Regions from separate parts of the Macaca mulatta genome. Here region 1 is linked to region 2. A link is a contact called in public Hi-C data. All regions are on one chromosome and are shown on one strand. Each heading gives the region's core, a stretch centred on a gene start, on an enhancer-like site or on the middle of the called end of the contact. The rest is flanking DNA. Distances are from core to core; before and after follow the strand shown.

Region 1 (3,552 bases), core at 263-2,762, 63 kb after region 2:
AGCAGTTTGGGAGGCCTCACGAGGTCAAGAGATCAAGACCATCCTGGCTAACACAGTGAAACCCCGTCTCTACTAAAAATACAAAAAAATTAGCCAGGCGTGGTGGTGGGCGCCTGTAGTTCCAGCTACTCGGGAGGCTGAGGCAGGAGAATGGCGTGAGCCTGGGAGGTGGAGCTTGCAGTGAGCCGAGATCGCGCCACTGCACTCCAGCCTGGGCAACAGAGCGAGACTCCGTCTCAAAAAAAAAAAAAAAAAGATACATATATTTCCTGGAGCAAGAAAGGTCTCAAACATCGCAAGACAGTTGGGATGCCAACGGATCAAAGGGGAAGCAAGCATGACATAGCCACCCACTACAAGGGCTTACCTATTATCCAAGCTTTGGGAACTAGGTTAGAATCCCAGCTCTGTCGCTAACCAACCTGTGTACTTTAGCCAAGTCACTGTACCTGTCTAGACTTCGGATCGCATGTGTGTCTGTCCATCTCACAGGGTTACCCTGAGGCTAAATGAGGTAACAAATGTCATGAACCTACAAGGTAGACTTGACTCTCGGTAACAGTTAGTGTCACCCCCATCCCACACTACTCTCCCTCTTCGGACCCTGCACCCATGGATTCCATCCACCGCTGGCCAGGAGCTGAGTAGAGGCACCGAACACGTGAAGAGGTGAATGGGCAAGGAAGGTTTCTAGGTCAGGTAGCATTTCCAGGGTTCCCGCCTGCAGGCGTCTACCGAGTCTGGCCCGAGGCTGGCACCCAAAGATGCTTCCAGTCTCCAGCAGCGACGCACTGACTGTAAGAAAACTCTGCTTATAAATTCCGCACAGGCATTTAGGAACTGGTCCCTGGGGGCCTCTACAGATTCATTTCGCCCCCGACTCCATCCCCTTTGTGCCACCCTCGTTATTGCACTCTTCCATCCGGATGGCATTTAGCTGGGTCCAGGTCTGTCACCCGCCTGACCACCAGCTCCTTGAGGGCAAGAGGCTCCTGCTGCCCTCGGAGTCCGGCCCAGCCCGCAGCTGCTCAGATCCGGAGACGGGAAGGTTTGTGGGCGAGAGCCTGACGCCCGGGTCACAGTTAAGGATGCAAGAGCCCGGCTCCTTCCCGTAGCCCCGGCCCTGTCATTAATGCTGGGGCTCCAGTCGGTGCAGCGCAGTCCGAAGGATGCAACCGCAACTTTTGTGCACAGTAGGCTCTCGATCTGTAATCCAGCCAACCCAGGCCTGTAGTCTGTAAATGCCAACTCAGCGGGAGGGCTCTGGCTGTCGCCCAGGGCCGTTTCTCGGCTCTTTCGGGGTTGCCGGAGCGCTCCGTACAGGAGGAACCCGCCGCCCGCGGTAGTCAGTGGAGACCCGGCCAGCGCTTCCCCGCCCTCTTCACCGCCCCCGCGGCGGGGTCTGGGCCAAGTCGCCCCTAGCAACAACAGCCGGGCCGGCTTTCTCAGGCCACGCTGATTGGCGGGACTCCGGGAGGCGGCCTGTCGTCACTTCCGGCAGCCGGAGGCAGCAGAGGAAGCCGAGGAGCGGCCATCTTGGGTCCGTGAGGCTCCGAGGTGCCGGGGTGCGGCGGCAGCAGCGGCGGCCAGCAGGGCGGAGGCTGAGGCAGCAAGCTCGCTAGAGAGGGAGAAGCAGCCGGGCGCAGGCGCCTCCTCCGCAGCCCGCTCCATGGTCAGCGCCCACAGCCCGCGGCGGCCTGTCTTGCGCTCCACTTCCTTCACATCCTCCTCCGCCTCCTCTTTTTCAGACGCCGCCGGCGGCGCTGTGTGGAGGCCCGGGAGCTGAAATTCGCGGCGCGACGGGCGGGAGTGGAGAAGGAGGCGAGGGGGCCCGGGATCGCGGGGCGCCCTGAGGCGAGGGGACGCCGGCGGGCCGAAGCCGGCAGCTCGCCGCAGGCTCGGCTCCGCCACTGCCGCCCTCCCGGGCTCCTCGCCTCGGCCGCCGGGGCAGGGAGAGAATGAGCCCCGGGACCCGCCGGGGGACGGCCCGGGCCAGGCCCGGGATCTAGACGGCCGTAGAGGGAAGGGAGCCGCCTTCCCCACGGCGCCGCTTCGAAACTGCCGTGGACTCGAGGACGCTGGTCGCCGGCCTCCTAGGGCTGTGCTGTTTTGTTTTCGCCCTCGCATTGTGCAGAATTAAAGTGCAGTAAAATGTCCACTAGGACCCCATTGCCAACGGTGAATGAACGAGACACTGAAAACGTAAGTAACCTGGGCGTTGTAGTTGGCGGACCTTCGGGGTGGCCTTCGTGCTCCTCGGGCAGTGCCTTGCAGTCGGGTGTTCCCCCCCAGCCCGAACGCTCTGGAAATAGAGGGCAGGCCGTAGTCACCCAAGAGGCAGCCAGGTCGGACCGTTTCCTCCAGAAGTCCGCCCTGTCCCGCGGGCGGGTCCACGAAGTATATCGATTATGCCTGCAGTCTAGTCGATTAGTAAAGCCCATAAGTTGCATCGTTACGAATCGGTGCTTTGAGAGGCCGGGTTGCCGCTCAATGGATTGTGCAAGTGTGCGTGTCAGATCACTGCAGTGGTCAGTGCTTATTTTAACCGAACTCTGCTTTTAACTTGGTCAGGCATTTCTTGAGAGACTATCATATTAATACCATATGTACTGGTGCTGATTAAGAGTAATCGATTGAGTCAAGTGGGCTGTCTCGTTCTTTTAAGATGGAACTAAATTTAATCACAGTCACTAAGTGTCTACTGAGGGATCTTTGCGGTCCCCTTAGGAATTCCAAAACACTAGCGCGCAGCCTTTATTAAGGCATAGGTTCCTTTCCATACAAATCTTTTTTGAAGGAGTTAAACATTTTAAAAAGCAGAAAAGCAGATGTATAGTGAAGTTGTGCTCTGCCACTCACTGCCTAGCTGAGGGACACCCGCTGGGGCTTCGCTGTCCTCCTTCCTAAAAAGAGGTTGACTTAGATGAGCTCTTAGGTCCGTTTCAGCGCTCACAGGCTATGATTTTATAAAAGGAACCTTTGATTTTGTGCATGTGAAACTACAAAATGCCAGGAACAGCATTGCTAGAGAATGAGAACTTGTAGTAGAAATGCCATTGAAGAAACGTTTGACAAACTCTGTTCGTTTTCTGAACTCTCCTCTAACACTGGCTTCAAAAGTGTTTCAATCTAGTTGTTTCCTATATTCTGTAAAACGTCTAGTAAATAACTTGTAAAGAAACTTCACTGGCCTTTCATTAAAAGTGTTATGAGGTAATTGCTGGCACGAAATGTCTTCTCTTAGGGAATGCTTCCTTGCTTTGAGTGTTTTCATGCTTTCAGTAATGTCCTGAGATGTTATGGCCTAGTGGTGTCAATGTTTTAATTTTGATCTTCAAAAATGCCACTTGTTTGCTGGATAGCTATTTGATAATTTAATCTGTAAACGTAAAACCATAGCCTAAAACATCCCTGTAGCATATTAGTGTATAATATTTAATGCTCTTTAGCCCTTAGTGAGTAGAACAGTGGTGTACCTTTCTCCACCTGAGAGAGATTAGAAAATTATATAAAGAGCGAGTAATAGAAACTCTTAGACTAGGTGAGTCAGGG
Region 2 (3,432 bases), core at 492-2,991:
CGCAAAGCCCAAAGCGACAAGGCACGGAGCCCGGCACACCGGCCCCGCCACCAGGGACACTCCGGCTCTCGCGAGACCCGAACACTGCGACGCGAAGACCTCTGGGAAAAGCGGGGGGAAGGGAGAGGAAGGAAGCGGGGCCGGGGCTGGAGGCGGGCCGAAGCCGCGAGTGGAGCCTCAGGAAGCAGAAGGGGCGCGGAAGGACGCGATTGACGTCGCAAGCGAGCCAATGACGAGCGAACTGTGGCAGACCTCCAGCCAATGGGCAGTGAGGCCTGACGCGGGGGGCGGACGCTGGGGCCGAGGGTAGCTTGAGCGCGGCGGCGGCGTTGTTCAGTCAGAGCGAGAACATTCCAGAGGTGAGTCCGGTGGTGGGGCGGCGGCCCCGCGCCCCCTGCCCGGTGCTCCCCGCCCCCTCGACCCCGCGGGCCGCTGGCTGGCGGGGAAGGCGCACCCCCCGACCCGCCCGCGGCTCACGGCGCCGTCTCTCCGCGCCAGGTCGCCAGGCTCCGGCGCTGACGGGTGTGGACCGCGGACGTCGCTGGGACAGCCCCTCCCCGCTGCTCGGCGGCGGCACCTGGCCCGGCCGCTCCTCGCTGCGCTTCGCCTCCGCCTCCTTGGACTCGGACTCGGGTTTAAATCGCGCCTCTCTTCATCCCAGTCCCGGGCGAGCAGCGTTGGGTTTATGTCTTTATTTGACGAAAACGGTGAGTCGCGGGCGCGGCGGACCAGGAGATGGCGGCCGCACAAGATGGCGGCGGCCGCCGCGTGACCCCGCCGCGGCGTGTGGCGCAGTTTGGGCGGACGGCGGGCGGGCGCGGGCTCGGGCACCGGCCGCCCCCTCCCCGCGCGCTCCCCGGCCTGGCGTCGCCCCCTCCCCGGCCTGGCGGGAGCGCGTCGCGCGTGCCCGCCGCTCGGGCTGAGTCAGGCTTCAGCTGCTGCATTTGTGAGTCATCGCGCGCTCCTGGCGGGGGCGGCCCGAGCCCCGGCACCCCTCGGCTGGGTGTCGCTTCCCGGCTGCGCACCCTCCGGGGCCCGCCGGCTCCCGGGGGACGCGCTGGGGATGGGGCCAGACGCTCGGGTCGCGCGCCGCCCTCCTTCGCGGAGGTGTCCGGCTCGCCAGCCCCCGCGGAAACGCCTCGGAGCGCCGTAGCCATGGGGACCGGGTCGAAGGTTAACCGAGTGTTTGAATAGCGAGGAAAAGGGAGGCCGGGCCGAGCCTCCCTTGCTTAATGGCACTTTTGGGCGAGCACTGCTTCTAAGGAAGTGCTGCTTTGAAGTAAGCCATGGTTGCCGAAGCAACAATTAGTGGTAGAGAATAGTTTCCTAGTTACCCCTTAAAAATGATGGCGAAGGGGGGTGTGCCTGAGAAGTTTCCTGATCCAGGCCGGGTGGGGGCGGAGAGGGTTCGGGTTCGTTCTTCAGCACTTCTAGGATGGCCGCAGAGGCAAACCTGCTGATTGCTGTCGGTCTGATGGAAACTCACGGCGGCTGAGGCAGCGCAGCTTCTGTTTTCTTATCAGGCATTTCCCTACCAGAGTCACAGCTTAGTCGAAATGGAGGCCTTTTATGTTCCCGCAGGTTGTACTGTGTGACGTGAGAATGACTGCTTGTGATCTCAGATGGTTTTTAAAGTGGAATTAAGCAGAAGCATTACTAGGATGTAAAAGGAGGTGTTTCCATCCAGCGATGATGTTAAACCTGGGGGGATTTTTGTGTGTTCTTTCCCTTTCTTTTTCAGAGCTGTTGCGCAGCCATTGGTACCTGTATTGGGGAAACATAGCATACAAGCAAGAAGCTTACAGCCTCAGTGGCGAAAATTTTTTCATGTCAGAGACCGAGAACTCTTGCAGTCGTTTATGTCATCCCTTCTTCTCCAGACAGAAGATACCAAAAAGTTGCAATCAAAGATCTCTTCATCTTATTGATAAAGCCACTAATAAGCCAAAATGTCTGTCAATGTCAACCGCAGCGTGTCAGACCAGTTCTATCGCTACAAGATGCCCCGTCTGATTGCCAAGGTAATAAACTACTCTTCAATTTAGTTGATAACTCTTTTTGTAGAATTTTGGAGTTTGCATCTGTCAGGGGAAACTGCACAATTAAAATTCTTATTTCCTTTAGGTCGAGGGCAAAGGAAATGGAATCAAGACAGTTATAGTCAACATGGTTGACGTTGCAAAGGCGCTTAATCGGCCTCCAACGTGTAAGTAAATCTTGGAAAAGTTCATAAAGGGCATATTATGGGATAGAGACCTCAAAGTAGTTGAGCTGCAAAACTTGTTCTAATTGTATGCTGGCTAATTAGCTTGCAAGTTAGTGAGGTACCGTGGTTTATTGGTTGCCATGAGTTCACAAAACTACCAGGGGAACACATTTAATTAAAGTGGATGGCCGGGTGCGGTGGTTCACACCTGTAACCCCCAGCACTTTGGAAGGCTGAGGCAGGCGAATCACGAGGTCAGGAGTTCTAGACCAACCTAGCCAACATAGTGAAACGCTGAATCTACTAATAATACAAAAATTAGCCAGGCATGGTGGCATGCCCTGTAGTCCCAGCTGCTCAGGAGGCTGAGGCAGGAGAATCACTTGAACCCAGGAGGCCGAGGTTGTGGGGAGCTGAGACCATGCTGTTGCACTCCAGCCTGGGTGACAGACTCCATCTCAAAAAAAAAAAATAAAGTGTGGGTATAAATGTGGGTGAATAACCAAAGATTTAGTTAACTAACGATCCAAATTCCTCTTTCATTCAAATAGATCCCACCAAATATTTTGGTTGTGAGCTGGGAGCACAGACCCAGTTTGATGTTAAGAATGACCGTTACATTGTCAATGGATCTCATGAGGCGAATAAGCTGCAAGACATGTTGGATGGATTCATTAAAAAATTTGTTCTCTGTCCTGAATGTGAGAATCCTGAAACAGATTTGGTAAGTGCTTTTGTGGTTGTCAAAAGAAAAAGCCATATGCCTTTTGTTACCGTTAAGTCACCTTCGTGAGAAGGCAGCAAATATAAGTCAAAGACAAAATCTCCAGTTTTGGAGATATTTCTGTTCTTTTTTTTTAAAGTAGGTCACTGTGAAAAAAGTTTCCTTTAGATGTGAAGCTGTCTGTAGTTTAAATGTCTTCTGATTAGATATTTTCATGTTTATGTTGTGGATAACATACTTGTTATTTTTTTGGCAGCATGTCAATCCAAAGAAGCAAACAATAGGTAATTCTTGTAAAGCCTGTGGCTATCGAGGCATGCTTGACACACATCATAAACTCTGCACATTCATTCTCAAAAACCCACCTGGTGAGTCTTCTGTGATGAACTCCTAAGATCCTAACATAAAGTAAACTAACTGTTGGGGACAAAATGGAAGGTTTTCTTGTAATAGGAATGTCAGGGAGACTGGGCATCGTGTCATGCTTGTATTCCCGGCATTT

Evidence for each region. Hi-C and Micro-C count contacts between places; a contact is called where the count stands out from the background.
Region 1: a Hi-C map of blood shows a contact between it and region 2, with 2.8 times the contacts expected there. The contact joins the promoter of MARK3 here to the promoter of EIF5-DT in region 2. A contact is called at or near these places in 6 of 14 Hi-C or Micro-C datasets (CD4 T cells, blood, fetal cortex germinal zone and 3 more).

What each region holds. Positions count from the first base shown.
Region 1 is chr7:176,803,878-176,807,429 of T2T-MMU8v2.0, forward strand. MARK3 (microtubule affinity regulating kinase 3) reads left to right here and starts at 1,513. Exons shown (of 16, transcript XM_077941944.1): 1 at 1,513-2,202. LOC144330433 (a long non-coding RNA gene) reads left to right here and starts at 1,513. Exons shown (of 1, transcript XR_013396611.1): 1 at 1,513-1,962.
Region 2 is chr7:176,740,739-176,744,170 of T2T-MMU8v2.0, forward strand. It overlaps EIF5-DT (EIF5 divergent transcript), which reads right to left and starts at 1,742. Exons shown (of 1, transcript XR_013396599.1): 1 at 497-1,742. It overlaps EIF5 (eukaryotic translation initiation factor 5), which reads left to right and starts at 290. Exons shown (of 12, transcript XM_077941891.1): 1 at 290-359; 2 at 499-707; 3 at 1,742-2,021; 4 at 2,125-2,206; 5 at 2,758-2,930; 6 at 3,187-3,298. The coding sequence starts at 1,950.